Linked DNA regions of Rattus norvegicus: region 1 is linked to region 2. A link is a contact called in public Hi-C data. All regions are on one chromosome and are shown on one strand. Each heading gives the region's core, a stretch centred on a gene start, on an enhancer-like site or on the middle of the called end of the contact. The rest is flanking DNA. Distances are from core to core; before and after follow the strand shown. Region 1 has its middle 26 kb from the start of Klf6. Region 2 has its middle 330 kb from the start of Klf6.

Region 1 (2,700 bases), core at 106-2,605, 310 kb before region 2:
AGCCCTTGGTGGCTGCCAGAAACCCTGATGAGGAGCCTGACCAGGCCCATAGTTCTTGTAACAGCACTGAGAATAATTAGTACTACTTTTCCGGGAGATTATCTATAACACGTTCTATTGAAAATGTTGCTTTGTACCTTACACTTAAATGCCAGGCAGTCACACAGTCTTCCCTCTGTGTAGGACAACAGCCTTGTTTTTCTTAGATTGCTTATCTGAACTTGAACTGGCCAAGTGGCCCCACGGGGCTAGTGAGTTCCCCCGTGGTACATTGATTAAACACGTGAGTTCATCTTGGACCCCGAACAAACCAGTGTAAGGATGTAGCTCAATTTGGCAGAGGGCTTACCCAGCATGAAGGACAGCCTGCCTTGGATGCCCAGGACTGTATACAACTGGGTGTGGGGCTGCATGCTTGTAATTTCAACACTCAGTAATTAGAAGATCGGAAATTCAGGATCATCCTCAGTGACAAAGGGAGTTCAAGGCCAGCCTCGGCAACACCAGAACCTCCCTCAAAACTACAAGAAAAGCAATAACAATCAATGACCAATAGGACCAGATGCTGAGAAAACAAATAGATGGTATAGAGGTGGACTAAAGAAAAGTTCTTGTTTACCTAAAGTCTAGAAAACACAAGTGAAGACCCTGCCTGTTTGTTTCCGGTCAGGAAATGTGGAGGATTGTTACCAATTTCCAATTTCCACATGTTTTTTTAATAAAGTTGACTAATGGTTATTGACCTTATGCTATACAGTTCCTAGCAGAGATTACTAAAAGCCAGAAGAGGAGATGCTAGCAAGATTTTGTATAGTGGGTGACAAGACATCATTTACAACATTTCAACAACAATAGAAAGGAAACCAAATTTGAAAACCATAAGATGACAACGTAAGAAATATTTTTCCTATTCATCAAGCTGGGACAAAACCCTCAGAAGTTCATGGCTTTTGGTCGCTTTATTACAATGACCTCCCCACTACGTGCAATCATAATTTGCACTTTAACACCACCTGGGAATATTAATCACACCTTAGACTTTAACACCACCTGGGAATATTAATCACACCTTAGACTTTAACACCACCTGGGTTATTAATCACACCTTAGACTGAAGTCCTCTAGGCTCAAATATCCCAACTCTCCTGATTATGTCAGACTACTATTCTGTAATTCAGGTATTTCCATAGCTACTATATCCATGACCTGGCTGGATTGTAGAATACTTTTTCTCTCAATGTGTCTATTTAAGGGTAGAAGCTGTTCTTAGACCTGCTTCCCAACCCAAGGAGAGTCCAGTCTGTGTAGGATGACTGAGAAAGAATGTGGTGATTCATCTCACCTCACACCCTACAATGGTCCATGAGTCAGAAGAAGGGTACCTGGGTGTGGCCATCTAGTGAGCCCTCAGTACTTTCAATGCTCATTATCCCTGTTCTGGGAAAAACAGTGAAGCTCCAGCAATGATGGCCTGACAGGATTCCTTGGGCTTGAGCTTCAGAGGTATGTGTGCAAGATGATACCACACCCTCCTTCCTGGAAAAGGAAGGACCCTGCTGACAAGGATGATAGATATGCAAGGAGTGTCCTAAATATATATTGTTGGGTAACGTCTTATCTCATAGGAGGCAGAGTGGATGGGCAATGATGTGGGAATGGAGACCTGTGTTTTGATTGATGTGCCACAACCACTCTTGGCCTGTTCGTGTTTTTAGTGAAATATATGAGCATAGAAAAATTCTTTCACCCCACAACATTGTTGAGATTATATGATATGTGTACTTGGTAACTATCAATTCCCTCTCCTTTATTGTTTGCAGAACATAATTGTTTTAGAGGAAAACAAAGGATTATTCATGGAAAAAGCACACTGTGGGTGGTAGTAACTAGACAGATTGAAGTATTACTGGAAAGTGTCACTCACTGTCCTCCTGCTACAGGTTCTGTTTAGTGTGCTGGAATGTTGAGCCCAGTGAGTGGCAAGCAGGGAAGTGCCAACTCTTTCACACTATGCAGATGAGCATCAGGGAGATTAATTTATTTCTAGAATAATTTGCTTGGGAGGTAGTTTGATCCTGGTGTTCACTGCTCTTGCAAATGTTATTTTATCTCATAGTTAATTCAACCACGGAGCAGTGAGTGTTTCCAGTTCCCAGAGAATTTGTGACTTGCTCAGACATTCTCAGGCCTCAGTGCAGCCTATCGTTCTGGCTGTTTCTACTAAGACAAGTGCAAGCTTGCTTTCTGATGACCTCCAATCAAAACCAATCAAAATCTGCAAAGTTAATTGTAGGATTGCCTAAGCACTCAGAGGCCCAATAAATAATGAATGCTTATTAAACCATATTGACATGATAAAAATATTTTACACGGTGTGTTTATAACTTGCAAGCTGGGGCTTGGAGGTGTCTTCTCATTTGTGGTGCCCCAACTTGCTGCCTTCTCGATGGAGAGAAAAATAAATGAACAAACAAAATCTTACAAGGAAAAGCAGGTCGGTGGGAGTGTCATATGCAAATTACAGGTTTAAATTCTGCTACAGGGTTCCCAAGACTCAAGAACAGGTACTAAGGAGTGATGCCATGTTCTAGAGATGCCCCAGTAACTCAGCTTTCTAGGGATAATAGAAAGCTAGCAGTTACTAATCTCTTTTTTTCCACAAAGACTAAAACGGCAAAGATGAATTTCGGGGAGTTGCAA
Region 2 (2,700 bases), core at 115-2,614:
CAGAACGTTGACCTTTTCTCTGCATTCATATATCGAAAATAAAACTCTCTGTGGGCCAAGAATGTGTCCCTATTTGGAGACAGGGCCTTTAAAGAAATGACCTTTTAAAAAGTCGGGTGGGCTCTAACTTCATGCAGTGGATAGCCTTACAAGAAGGGAAGCTTAGGAGCAAGTGAGGTAACTCAGAGGGAAAAGCATTTACTGACAAGCTGGACAGTCCAAGTCCAATCTCTAGAGCCCAGCTGATGGACAGAGAAAAGTGTTCTTATGTTGTGCTCTGGCCTCTGTATGCTCACCAGAGCATGTGTGCAGCTACCTCACCTCCGACAAATGAATAAATTTAAATGTTTTAAGGAGATTTGAATATATATATATACATACATATATATATACATATATATATACATATATTATTCAATGCCAGACAGTCATGGCACATGCCTTTACTTCCAGCAATTGGGAGGCAGAGGCAGGCAGGATTCTGTGAATTCCCAGCCAGGCTACATAGAAAAACTCCATTATGAACAAACACACAAACAGAAAAGACACACACATTACCAGAACGAAGCCCATGTGATAGCAAAGAAAAAATGTGGACATAGCCAAGTCCAAGATAACCAACCATGCTGACACCTTGAACTTAGATTTCTAGCCTCAAGCACTCAAAGAACACAAACATAATTAATATGTCAGCTTCATTAAGGACTCCAAGTACCCTGCTTTGTTTATCTCTTTAAACACCTAGGTATTGGTCAATACCAGGCCGGTGAGTAAGAATGGACCACTCGCTTAATCCAAGAAGTATTTTCTGTAACTTGGTAGTAATGAATAGGTCACTGGGAAATGCTTCCATTCAAGGTCAACATTTTTACAGTCCCTGTTACTTCATATGGGGGCTGAAGCATATGGCTTAGATTGTCTCTTCAGAGTGAGAATTCATGTTTCAGAGCCACCTGCTAAGCTGCTGCCATTATATTATTTTAGATCATATAATATATGCATATAGGACATATTATTATACTTCACACATTAGCAATTGGAGGCTTGCTTTCTAGATCTCATGACCAATATAACCCATTGGATTTGCCCTTGCTCCTGAAGAGGTTCAAGCCTTATTCTTGAAATGCTAACATTTTTACATTTAGATTCTAGACTGCAAGAAACAAAATTATATATATAAGTACATTTTACTGCATATTTCTGGGCCACTGACTGACATATAAGGCTTTTGAATATACGTCCCTGAAATCGCATCATGGGTTGGATGCAGTGGCTGTTCTCAGCCTTCTGTGGGCCTTACTAAAGCCATCAGGAAGCAGCTCCACCAGCGAGATACTCTCAGCTCTGCCGAGTACGACTTCTTACGTTTTATATGCCACATGACTCATTCACGGCTTCTGTTTATGATTTATCTCTCTGTCATGACCACCAAAAGGCAGGGATTTTTGACTCCTTTGTTTAACAATGTATCCCATAAAAAATCAAGAACAGCAACCGATTCGTGGAAGAGCAATAAATTTTGTTGCACATGTTAGAGATTTCAGTGTTACTCCACATGTGACACTGTCCTAAATCTCCAGTGGATGGTGCTATGAGAAATATACAGCACCAGCCTTGGAAAGGCTTGTGATGACTCAATGGGCAAAAGAACTTGACGCCAACTTTGATAACCTGAATTTAATCCCTGGGACCCGTATAATAGAAAAACGGAATTGACTTTCTTGTGTTTTCCTCTGATCTCCACTTATGCCCACCTTTTCTTCTAAAGAACACCTACTGTGCAGAGTGATAGGAAAGATCACGAGTTTAATTCCAAATGATTTCCTAACTCTTTTGAGAAGAGAGAGGTATAAGAGAAAAGTGAAAAAGAAATATGAATGAATCAGAAAAGAAAAGAAAGAGAAATACGACCCAGAAAACAAAAGGAAAAGGATAAAAAAATGGACACATACAAGCTGTTTGCTTGTTTACAAGCTGGCTTCATCATGCAATTCAGGACTCTGTGCCTAGGGAATGGTGCCACCCAAAATAGGCTAAGTCTTCTTATACCAGTCAACATAAAAAGTTCCTCACAGATATGACAACAGGCCAACCCAAGGAGACATCCCATTGAGTACTGCTCACAGATAAGTATAGGTTTTGTTAAGTTGACCTTCGAACCATCACAGATGACATTGCTGCTTCTTTATATCTCCATCTTCCAGTATGATGACAGATTTAATGGATGTGTCATCAGAGTTAGATAACCATTCTTTCAAAATCCAAGGTGTGTCCTTCACTATTCGCCATCTCTGATCTACTTAAATTGTTTTGTGTCAAGGTTAAAATAGTAAAGGTTTTGGCATTTGAAAAGAAGACTGCTTAGAAAATTTAATGCTTAGCCTGAAAGGAGTCGTAGAATTTTATTGAGGTCAATGCTCACTCTAGGGGCTACTTTTGCAAGTCCTTCCATTTCACAGTTTAGTTGATTTTCTAAAGGCCTGGAGCTCAGGGTCTGAAGAGTGGGCAATGTTCTCTTTTTCCTTAGAGCTAATTCTTTTATTTTACCATCTTACCTCAAGCACTAGAGAAGATGCTAATCAAATAAGGAAATAGATACCTTATAATGCCGTTGCTGTGGGAGTTGAGAGAATGCTAATAAATAGTATTGGGAGGATGTGTGATGATGTGTTTTCCCTCACTCTCAACAATGTGCATGGC

What was found. A called contact is a pair of places that touch in the nucleus more often than the background predicts.
Region 1: a contact with region 2 is called in a Hi-C map of the A7r5 cell line, with 5 times the contacts expected there. The contact joins two enhancer-like sites. A contact is called at or near these places in 3 of 12 Hi-C or Micro-C datasets (the A7r5 cell line, the Rat2 cell line and mammary epithelial cells).

The regions. Positions count from the first base shown.
Region 1 is chr17:69,430,901-69,433,600 of GRCr8, reverse strand. No RefSeq gene overlaps it. Among named protein-coding and RNA genes, the nearest start is that of Klf6, 26 kb to the left of the region's middle. Within about 2 kb of position 1,355, at least 8 of the 93 cell types and tissues checked have an H3K27ac peak or open chromatin away from gene starts, as enhancers often do. A contact at or near this core is called in the A7r5 cell line, where this site is marked.
Region 2 is chr17:69,122,310-69,125,009 of GRCr8, reverse strand. No RefSeq gene overlaps it. Among named protein-coding and RNA genes, the nearest start is that of Klf6, 330 kb to the left of the region's middle. Within about 2 kb of position 1,364, at least 2 of the 93 cell types and tissues checked have an H3K27ac peak or open chromatin away from gene starts, as enhancers often do. A contact at or near this core is called in the A7r5 cell line, where this site is marked.